Regions from separate parts of the Zea mays genome. Here region 2 is linked to region 1. The links are chromatin contacts, called in public Hi-C maps. All regions are on one chromosome and are shown on one strand. The core of a region is the stretch at or near the end of the contact, and the rest is flanking DNA. Distances in the headings are between cores, read along the strand shown. Region 1 has its middle 61 kb from the start of MIR160b. Region 2 has its middle 31 kb from the start of LOC109939473.

Evidence for each region. A called contact is a pair of places that touch in the nucleus more often than the background predicts.
Region 2: a Hi-C map of tassel shows a contact between it and region 1, with 3 times the contacts expected there. The contact joins two enhancer-like sites. A contact is called at or near these places in 2 of 25 Hi-C or Micro-C datasets (leaf and tassel).

What each region holds. Positions count from the first base shown.
Region 1 is chr5:44,456,938-44,462,716 of Zm-B73-REFERENCE-NAM-5.0, reverse strand. No RefSeq gene overlaps it. Among protein-coding and RNA genes, the nearest start is that of MIR160b, 61 kb to the left of the region's middle. Within about 2 kb of position 4,001, at least 14 of the 20 cell types and tissues checked have an H3K27ac peak or open chromatin away from gene starts, as enhancers often do. A contact at or near this core is called in leaf and tassel, where this site is marked.
Region 2 is chr5:44,589,880-44,595,316 of Zm-B73-REFERENCE-NAM-5.0, reverse strand. No RefSeq gene overlaps it. Among protein-coding and RNA genes, the nearest start is that of LOC109939473, 31 kb to the left of the region's middle. Within about 2 kb of position 2,001, at least 18 of the 20 cell types and tissues checked have an H3K27ac peak or open chromatin away from gene starts, as enhancers often do. A contact at or near this core is called in leaf and tassel, where this site is marked.

The sequences.
Region 1 (5,779 bases), core at 2,752-5,251:
CCTTCGCGCTCCGTCTCGCGCCGACCCATCTGGACTGGGGCACGCGGCGACAATTTACTCGTCGGTCCAGGGACCCCCCGGGTTCGAAACGCTGACAATATGGTTGCTTCATAACTCATCAAAAACTGCTTCGGGTCTGAATGCCCATCATACATTGGAAGCTGAGGTGGCTTGTATGATGGGGGCCACAGGATGGCCTGCAGTTCTGCTGCCAGGGGAGAAGCATCATCAAAAGTAAAGGTATCATGATTAAAATCATCATACCATCCATCGTCGTTGAACAAGCCCTCTTGATGAAGCTCCCTGTGCTGGGGCCTTTGGTCTTGCTCGTCTTGAGCAAGGTGACGTACTTCTTCAGTGGCTTCGTCAATCTGCCTTTGTAGGTCAGCTAGTCGAGCCATCTTCTCCTTCTTCTTTTGCACTTGTTGATGAAGCATCTCCATATTTCTGATTTCTTGGTCCAACTCGTCCTCTTGGGGTGTTGGACTGGTGGCCTTCCTCTTCTGGCTTCGGGCCTCTCGAAGAGAAAGGGTCTCCTGATTTGGGTCCAGCGGCTGCAGAGCGGCAGCCCCTGTCGCTGAAGCTTTCTTCGGTGGCATGACGAAGGTCAATGCTTGCCGAAGGTGGTCGAAAAGGATTCACCGGAGGTGGGCGCCAATGTTGGGGACTTGTTCTCAAATGCTATGAGTTAAGAACAAGGCAACACAAAAAATATTAAACGTTAGAGTCCTTCGTCCTTCAAAGCATTATTTCCCTTGGGATATAATGATTTTCGGACGAAGGTTATGAAGGACATACCTTCATCAGCGTAACATTTAATAATGAAGAGAGAATCATATGAAATATAAAATATAACATGGATAATTATGTATATTTATCAAATCATCTCTATTTTATTATTATGGAAAAATAGAAATGATAACAAGTTACAAATGTACCTTCGGCTCGAAAGAAGGTAAGAGTACAAGCATGACGCAAAAGCAAATGCCAAGTCAGCATGAACAGTATAGGAGCACTGTTTATCTATTTATAGGCACGGGACGCAGCCCATGTAAAATTACACCCATGCCCTTTACATTTGCTAATGACTCTATAGTAATCCATCGAGGTCTAAATAGCCTTTTCCCTTTTAAGTCGGTTTCCTTTTCTGCTGTCATGCCGAAGCTCCCCTGCGTATAGCTTCGACTCTGCGCCAACCTTCGTATTCTTTGTGCTTCTTCACACTGTGGTTCTGATCCGAGTCCGAAAGTACCTGTTCATGTATTATATTTCAGAAACATTGTTAAATCATATTTTTGAGGACCTTCGGAAGACGAAGGCCCCCAACACCAGTAATCAGCTGCAGAATGCCTTAGACCGACCGAGCCAAGCAACATTCAAAAAACAGATGATTAATAGTTTCCTTCTTATGACAAAAAACATAGTCTAAGTCCCCTTCCCACCTTCTCTTAGCTAGATTATCCTTTGTGAGGATTACTCCACACCATAAAAAATATAAGAAGATTTAAATTTTTAAAGGTACCTTTTGATTCCATAATTCTTTATTCACTTTAGAGGTATTTCTGAGCATTAAGGCAACATAACGTGATTTTACCGTGAACTGTCCATTTGAAGATAAGTTCTAGTAAAAATGCATCTTGATTCTAAGTCAACACAATCCCCTCCAAATGTGTCAACAAATCATTCCATGCATTTAAATTGGGTCCAAAGAGCTGCCTCCTCTAGGAGATATTCGGAGGGGAGGAGCTCAGAACATCGACCACCGTGGAGATCTTGGATCTAGCAATATTATACAAAGAGGATATTGGTCTTTCAAAGGAGCACCGCCTAGGTAATTGATAACGTTAAACTATGTTTATTTAAATCCACCGTAATCAGATACCACACTAGAAATTGATACCAACCTATTCAAACTTGTTACCGCTGGTACTCGAGTACAAATCATTATCGTTGCCATTTATATTACATTTCGTGAATCAAACAACACTAAGAAGATTTTTCTTTCCTCCTTTTTTAATAACTTCATTGGCTGCTTTCCAATTCTGAATCTAAGACTAGCTCACCAGTTGGTTCATGCTCTATAATTCTAACCCATCGAGGCAACGTGCACACAGATCATATAAAACTACCAAAAAGAATTATCCTCGGCCTTTCCGCCAGTCCTCTAGCTACACAAAGGTACCTCTGCTCACAAGTATAGAGAAGCTCTATACATACAATTGTGAGCATATTTGAACTGTTATTTTCTAGAACCGTCGGTGCTAGAGGCCAGTAGAAAAAATTATTTGTACAGCCGGATAACTGAGAACCACCAATGGAAATCGATTTTCTGTGGCAGTCGGGCTAAGAAAACCGCCAGTGGAACGATCGAGGTAATAAAACCATCAGTGAAAATCTTTTCCAGGAAACATAAAATGTGTTTTAAAAATAGCAAAAATATTTTTATTAGGGGAGAGGCCTCACTAGGCCCCGTCTTCCGGTCTCCGTCAAAGTCGCAAGTCGCCGCGCAAAATTCGAGGCTATGCGGGCGGTGAAAATCGAACCATTACCTTGCCTATCACTTACTTCATGATTGATTATAATTTTGTTGCCCACATATTAGAACAATCTGAGTATAAATTGGCTACTTGAGGTTGTAAACGAATTCAAAAGAAAAGGTTGTCAACTACAAATTGTTGGTGCCTATCCGGGCGCCAAACACTAGAAAGGATCACCTGGCGGTGCTCTGTGTGGAGGCGCGGAGGGACCGCGGCAAGGGCCAGACTTTCCGCGACCCGGCGCAGGAGCGACTCCTCCTCTGAATACGTCCGGACGGTCCGCGCCTGGGGCTCGGATGGTCCGCGATGGCGCCGAGGGTCTTCTTCTTCACAGCAGACCTAGATCTCACCTCCCGCGAGGGACCCCGTCGGGGAGGCGAAATCGTAAGGTGTGTTTTGGCATCGGCAGGCCACCCAAGACGCCTCTAGTCGATGTAGAGCCGAAGGGAGGTGAAGATTTCAGGTAGAAGGAGGCTAAACTAGGGCTAAACTAGAATTACTCCTAATGCATAAGTAAAAACGAGAAATAGACTTGATTTGATCGATTGTGGGGGGTTCAATCGGCTGTAGCCCTTCATCTATATAAAGGGGGAGGTCTAGACCCGTTACAAGTCGTTTCCTGAGCCAATCCCACAGTTTTAGCTAACAAATCCCGCGAGAAACTCGGAACCCTAACTGATTCGGCGCATGCGCGGACCGTCCGCGCTACCAACGCGGACCGTCCCCTCGGAGCCGGACCGTCCGCGCTGTCATTTCCTGCACTCAACACAAAGTTTCATAACTCTTGAAGTTATACAACTTTTATTTTGGTACTTTTCCCATCCAAGTTCGTTTGCAAAATTTGCATTTTAAATCTGATAAATTTAGATGCAATTTTTGAGAGTCAAAAAGATTTCAAATAAAAAGTTGTAAACTAAAAGGTTTTATAACTTTTAGAGATCTATAACTTTTATATTGGTGTTTTTTTCAAACGATGTCAAAAACATAAAAAAACCAGGATAAAAATAAAAATCATTTCTAGTGGTAGTTTCTTAAGAAAACTACAAATAAAAATCGATTTTTAGTGTCGGTTTCTTAGAAAAACCACTACTAGAAATTATTGATTTATAATGACGGTTTCTTAACAAACCACATGTATAAATATAATTTTTAGTGTGGTTATTTTATAAAACCGGCATTAGATATAATACTGACGTTTGACAACTAAAGAAGGCTGTAAAAATTAACTTCAACCTACACTTTGAGGTATTGGCTCGTCGGCTCTCATCAATCGAAGCTCCGATATATCGGTGAAGGTGATGGAGGCCAGTAGCTTCGACGACGTGGCTCTGCTCCTCAGCTTCAGTTCTCCAAAATCCTTGATCACATCGGTCTTGGTGATCATCTCCGTGCCCACGTCTGTCTCACTTTGCAGCATGGCGACCAGTGACCGGGCCGTAGACATGCCAGGCTGGAGTTTGGTGACTTCTTGGGTCCAAAGAAGCCCAGCCCATGCTTTAGAAACCTGCAGGCTTCATCAACGTCCAGGTCATTCGCTCAGGGGACTGTCAACGATCTGCAGATCCCGCCCCCCGGCCGTAACTGCAAAAGTGTAAGTGTTTTGTCGTACTAGTAGATTCCCGTATTTACCTTGCTCAAGGTGAATCCAGTTCTCCAAAAACGCCCTAAATTTCCCGTATTTACTCTCCGACCGAGGCTGTAGACATCTGCCTTCCGCGTAACATGTAACACCCTAAAAATCCTATATTTTAAAATACTCTCAAAATACTAGAAAGTATTGCCTAATAAAAGTTTCATGGTTAATTATAAATAGGTAATAAAGATTTAACTTTGAATAAAGTTATTACTTATTTTATTTGATAAATAATATGAATAGGGTTCCTTAATTATTTAATTGTGTGATTTATTCTTTATTAAGTTTATAAGTTTTCAGGCATTTACTAAGAGAAATAAAATAATAATAATAATAATAATAATAATAATAATAATAATAATAATAATAATAATAATAATAAATATATATCTATACTTTGCATCATGCCGGATTTTTTGATTGTGCATACTTGAATTTGAAACCTCAACTTTGATTTGAAATTTAAAATCTTGCAAATTAAAATGGAAAATAGAAATTGGGAAAAGAAATAACAAAAAAGAAAAAAAGAGAGGGATACAAACCCGCGCTGGGCCGATTTCTCTTGACTTCGGCCCACCTATCCCACGGCCAGCCTAGTCCCACACTCGCCATCACTACACCCACGCTGACCGCAAGACGGACCAACGGTGTCATTCACTTTTCCCCATCCACCTTGCTCTTATCACCGCCATGTGGGACCCACTCCTCAACCTCCCCAAATCTCGTGCGCTCTCGTCGCGTTACTGTGCTTTGGGGCCAATGGGTCAGCCACCGTTCTTAGGAGACATCAACCGCGTTGACGCAAAGACGTGGGGCCGAATAGTCGTCGCCAACCTTGCAACCAAAACCGAGCTCGATCCGGTTGTAACCGCTGGGGTCAGTTGCGATTTGGGAGGGCCTGTGCATGTGGGATTGTCCATGTGAAAAGATTCGTCCACGGATAAAACTACCGGGCCCGCTCCTCTGATCTAAAGCATCGGTGGCTTAGCATCGAGCCCTCACCATTGCCACAACTGAGAGGAGGGGGAGGAGTGAGAGCTGCCATTAGCGCTAGATTGAAAAAGAGCCACCACTGTTGCATCGTGTCCGCGTCGCCGCTCTGCCGTCGGGTGCGGGACCGAGAGCTTCACCAAGTCACATGGAGTACGTGGGAGGAGTGAGAGCTGCCATTAGCGCTAGATTGAAAAAGAGCCACCACCGTTGCATCGTGTCCGCGTCGCCGCTCTGCCGTCGGGTGCGGGACCGAGAGCTTCACCAAGTCACATGGAGTACGTCTATGGCTTAGCCTGGGCATAATTTTTCTTCAAACTGCTGGAATTGCTCGCTGGAGCATTCACTCCGTCGTGGCTCCACGCTACGCCGTGGGCAGGCCTCTCTACAACACAATCGTAGGTAAGAACTCCTCCCACCATCTTCCTTAACCTCCTCTTCATGTCGCACCGAGCGAGCTTCGTATCGGGACACAAATGGGGCGTAGGCGTGTAGCTCCGGTGAGGTGCATCACCACGGGGTCGTCGAGTGTCGTCGTGTGGTGGTCGGGTGAGGGAGGAGGGCCTAGGTGTCGTTGATTGTCTGATGGACATTTAAGATTAGATAGAGGCATACCTCT
Region 2 (5,437 bases), core at 752-3,251, 130 kb before region 1:
CTAAGTATTTGATAGTCTGTAGCAGCTTTTGCTAGCTAGAAGTTAAAAAAAAATCTAAAACAAACAGAGTCTAAGTATCTTCTACTATTGCAGCAGTGGCCGGTGGGCCTTGCTGGAAGCGGCGGCCGCAAAATCGGTCGGCAGGCACTCTCGTCCATGCTCCCGTTCCGTCGTGCTCTGCGTTAGTCGTGCACACCGACGGCGGCCGCCGGGCTCTGCGTTAGGTGGCCAGGCCAGCACAGCTCGGGTCAAAAGACAGCCGACGCGCGCGTGTGCGTGCATGCATGATGTAGCCGAGCGAGATCGTATCGTTGAGACGGCGACGTTGTCCGATCCGCCGTGCCTGGTCTGCTCGCTTGGGCTAAGCGCTATCAAGCGGCATTCCGTGTGTATTATGATTGTGATAATATGAAAAAAATGGGAATCATGTACCTAACGCTTAGAGTATTTCTGATTTACTTATGTTTGGATTTGTTTGTGTCCACGTTTGTGCTTACATTTATGATTGTGAGTGTACTTGGTATGCATGGAAAGTTCAAGCGTGTTAGTCCCGCAACGGGATAAGTTTTTAACTTGCATTAGATACATTAGTAAGTTTATATCAGATATACAGTAATGTTGGACATTAACTTACACCCATTATTGTAAGATATGTCACCAACGGTTATGGGATCTCATCTCTGTCTCTCAAGAATTGAGATGAAAGTAGACTAAACATAAGAAAGGAAGACGATTTTTTATTTCTAAGAATATTGATGATTACAACATAGATCTCCTTCTCTATCAAAATTTAAAAGTTTCATAAAAAAAATCCATGTACAAACAGACTACGATTAGGGTTTCTCTTTCTATTTTCCTTTTAGGATAGTGTTTGTATACTTTACAACAACACTTACTTTTTAGATGTGTTTTTTTTTAGTAAAGACGGTAACTCCCATATATAGACTTTGCAGCCTAAGCTACATATATACAGCGACGGACTTGAGATTTTAGTGGCCCGGTGCAAAATTTTAAATAAAGGTCTTTCTAATTGTTTTTTGATATATATAAATGTTAATAATAAAAACACTACGATAGATCTAAAAATCCATATTAAGCAACATGTAAATAAAAAGATACATACTATGGATGCATGACTTCTAAACAACATGACTCAAAAAAGAAGTAAAATGATAAATGTTTAAAATCTAAAATCTAATTTACAATCCATTATTCCAGTAGTTGTCTAGGGCCAAAATAATATCTACACCTCAGGAATCGACGCATGACGTCAGTGTCAATAAACTAGCAACAAATGGAGTTGTTGGGGGCCTCTATCGCTGAATGTCCTCGAAGTGTTGCATTATGTACTAAAACATGTTTCATGTGCTATCAAAAGTAGCAAAGCCAACCTTGTAACACCCCAAAATCATGTCTTGGTGATGAGAAAAGTTCTTCAAAGAATTTGGATTTTAAAGTATGTTTTAATAAGAATTTTATTACATTTGGAATCGTTTCCTTAAAAATAAAAAATGACAACAATATATTGTAGATTAAATCTTGAAAACTAGAATCTGAATTTGAAATTCATATAATAAATAACTATTAAGATTTTCAATTGTTTACATGAGTAAATTGTTTTGTTCATGGATTATGTATTAGTATTCATTGAAGGGAATAGAATAATTAATAAGTCAATGAAACTTTGCATTTATGCTGGAAGTTTTTTGTTTGTGCATTTGATTTTGAAACCTTAACTCTGATTTAGATTTGTAATTTGAATGGAAATAAGCTAGAAAATAGAAAAAGAATACAAAAAATAGAGAAAATGACAAACCTAATTTTAGCCCACAACCCGACCTGAGCCCAACTGTCCTCCCGGTCCATCCCCTATACGAGCTGCTTACCCATCTGCATCTGCCAGCCCATTTTCCACACCGGCCACCCCGCGCCTGTCACTAACATGGTGGGCCCGCTCCGCAGCCGGTCAGCCATCCCCCACTCGGCCAGTCTATCCCAAGCGCCTGCGTTCTCCCGAGCATGAGTCCCTGCCGGGTAGGGCCACATTGTCGAAGTCATCCCTATCACTATGAATGGATCCCTCTTCTCCCTGTGACAGAAAACGCCAAGTCTGTGGCAACAAACCCCTGCTGATTTACTCTGGTTGTTGCCCACCAAGCATCACCTGGCAAGGCATGTTTGGGCTATAAAGTAGTGTCACATCCCTGTATCCCATAAAAATTGCGTAGCCATAGAGCCATCCATCCAGCGGGGCACCAGAACCTGAACTTGGACTATTCATGCATGGATGCGACTAGCGCACGATGATATTTATCGACGGAGTTCATCTCCACCGCAAACACTGCCTGTATCGAGGACATCCATAAATGGTCTCCCGATCTCCGATAAGTCATTTGGACTTTGTTCTACTGGACCTCCGTTTTGTGTAGCCATGGTTTTTGGTTGAATTTTGGCACCGGACCAACATATAGCTGTGGGCGGCGATGGCGTCGGTCAAGGCGTGCCACTGGCCGACGACAGAAATGGCAGAGTGGGAGGTGAGAGGCGAAAGGGAAATAGGGTCAAATCTTTTCCTAAATGATTTTGGTTGTTGAATTAATTGCCCAACATAAATATTTGGACTAACTAGTTTGCTCTAGATTATAAGTTCTACAGGTGCCAAAGGTTCAACACAAACCAATAAAAGGGTCCAAGTTAGGGTTCAAAAAGAAAAGAGCAAAAGAAACCGAAGGCTGCCCTGGTCTGGCGCACCGGACAGTGTTCGGTGTACCAGGGTGGATCAACTCGAACTTCCCACCTTCGGGTTTCTGGAAAAGTCACTCCGCTATAATTCACCAGACTGTCTAGTGTGCCAGCGGAGCAACGGCTACAGCGTAATGGTCGACTCCAACGGAAACCTGAAAAGCGCTACAGTGCGCGGACAGTTCGCGCAGAGTCAGAGCAGGCGGCAGAAGGCGCACCAGACAGTAAACAGTGACTGTCCGGTGCACCACCGGACTGTCTGATGGCCCAGGCTGTTAGAGCTCCAACGGTCGAACCCTAACGGTTGGGTGACATGGCTAGCGCACCGGACTGTTCGGTGCACCCATCGACAGCAGCCCAACCCCAACGGTTGGTTTGGTGGTTGGGGCTATAAATACCCCCAACCACCACCAGTTCAAGGTATCCAAGTTTTCAGCCGTTGCATTCAATACAAGAGCTCTAGACTTCACTCCAAGACACAAAACAAAAGATCAAATCCTCTCCAAGTCCCAACCTCATTCCAAAGACTTAGTGGCTTGTGAGAGAGAGACACTTGTGTTCATTTGAGTTCTTGTCGCCTGGATCGCTTTTCTTCTTCCCATTCTTGTTCTCAACACCTTTATAATCAAAGCAAGAGACACCAAGTTGTATGGTCCTTGTGGGGTCTAAGTGACCCAATTGATTGAAGAGAAAAGCTCACTCGGTCTAGATGACCGTTTGAGAGAGGGAAAGGGTTGAAAGAGACCTGGTCTTTGTGACCACCTCAACGGGGAGTAGGTTTGTAAGAACCGAACCTCGGTAGAACAAATCACCGTGTCACACTCTTCATTTTCTTGTGATTTGTTTTCGCCCTCTCTTTCGGACTCGACTTTATTTGTAACACTAACCCGGCTTGTAGTTGTGCTTAGAGTTTATAAATTTCAGATTTGCCTATTCACCCCTTTTAGGCGACTTTCAAGAGGGGTGCCCTGACCATCGATCAACAACACAACAACGACCTAGATTAGATCATGATTGTATTAAATCAGGAGCATCCGATCTACTATGAGCGGTACTGATCAAACAATTGTGTACCGTTTCGCTGATCTGCTATGAGTCGTTGGATCTAGATCCAAGGGCCCTGAGTGACGCGCATATGAAGCAGCCGATCTATTTTACAAAGAAATTCTGATGCTATTGGAAATGAGCTCGCGGTCCACGGTGTCACAAAGAAGCATCATGGATAGGTCCTATTTATTACAGTTTAGCCCCTGTTCTCTTAAATAATATAACTTGAGATCCATACTAGTTTTTTATTTTCACAAATTTATTCCGAATATGATTTTGGTATAAAATTAAGTCAATAAACTTACAAAATTCATAACTTCTTCGTTATAACTCTCATTTAGCCGTTCAAATTGCGATAGTTTCGTAATAAAATTGCCTACGCAATAATAGCATTATTTGTATCATATCACATACTTTTATAATTAGATATTTGTTTAACCTATGTTTAGTAGATTTATCTTGCTAATCAAAGTTAATCTATCTATAATTATAAACGGACTAAAATATAATCTATAATCAAGTTATAACTTATATTAAAGTTGAATTAGTTATTTCTTTGTAATATTTTTCTCACCTGAATTACATTAATTAACATAGAATATATTTTTACTATTTAAGCACTTGAAACTGCAGAAAATCATATCTTTTCAACCATAAATTTGATTTTAGTGGTTCTCGAACATACAATCTCATAGTAACACGTAGAATATTATTATGTGTTTTATTTCCATCTTTGGTGTAATGTTATTTTTACCTATTATTTGTCTATCTATATGTATTGCTACGAATAGAAGCAAGGTCACGAGGAACTTGAAGCCCAACTTTTGGGGAAGCATCTAGACAATAGGTTACCATAAGTAAAAGGCAAGTTGTGTCCTTGATCATATTCTTTGACCTAATAATGTTCATGATAATCATTGTGGCATGCTTAGGTTAACTTGATGGGACCTAATAGGTTACCTAGTTTTCTTTACCCTACACCTTTCATACAAATGAATTATTGGGTAGTCTTGCTATTGCTCTAACTGGTTTTGTGATTAATGCTAATTATGAATTATGATCATGCTCTATTATTATTATCAATGGATTCTTTATTGTTCATAATAAGATTATTTTGTTAATTGGAACATGAAGAAGCACCCAACAAAACAGTGCTACCACAAGGGTGGTTGAAAGCGAAATGTGCCTTTGGGCCATTTCTATAATGTTTTGGTGATTAAGTGCCCAACACATATTCTCTAAGTTCTAAATGTGCCAAAGATTGAAAAATTGCAAATCAAGGCATGAGGTATGTTTCTAGACTTAGTACATTTGTTTTTGTATACTAATATATTTGTCTAAGTGTTAGAAACAGAGAAAAGAAGAAAAGAAAAGAAATGCAAAAGACTTGGCTGGGTGCAGCCGAAGTCCAGCTCAGCTCGGCTTGGCACACCGGACTGTCCGGTGGTGCACCGGACAGTGTCCGATGCGCCAGGCCAGCCTCCGGTGAATAGGCCACTCTCGTGAAAAACCGGCGGCATACGGCTATAATTCATCGGACTATCCGGTGGTGCACCGAACTGTCCGGTGAGCCAACGGTCGCCAGCGCAACGGTTGGCCGCGCAATCCGCGGGCGACGCGTGGCCCGCGCCAACGGTCGGCAGGGGGC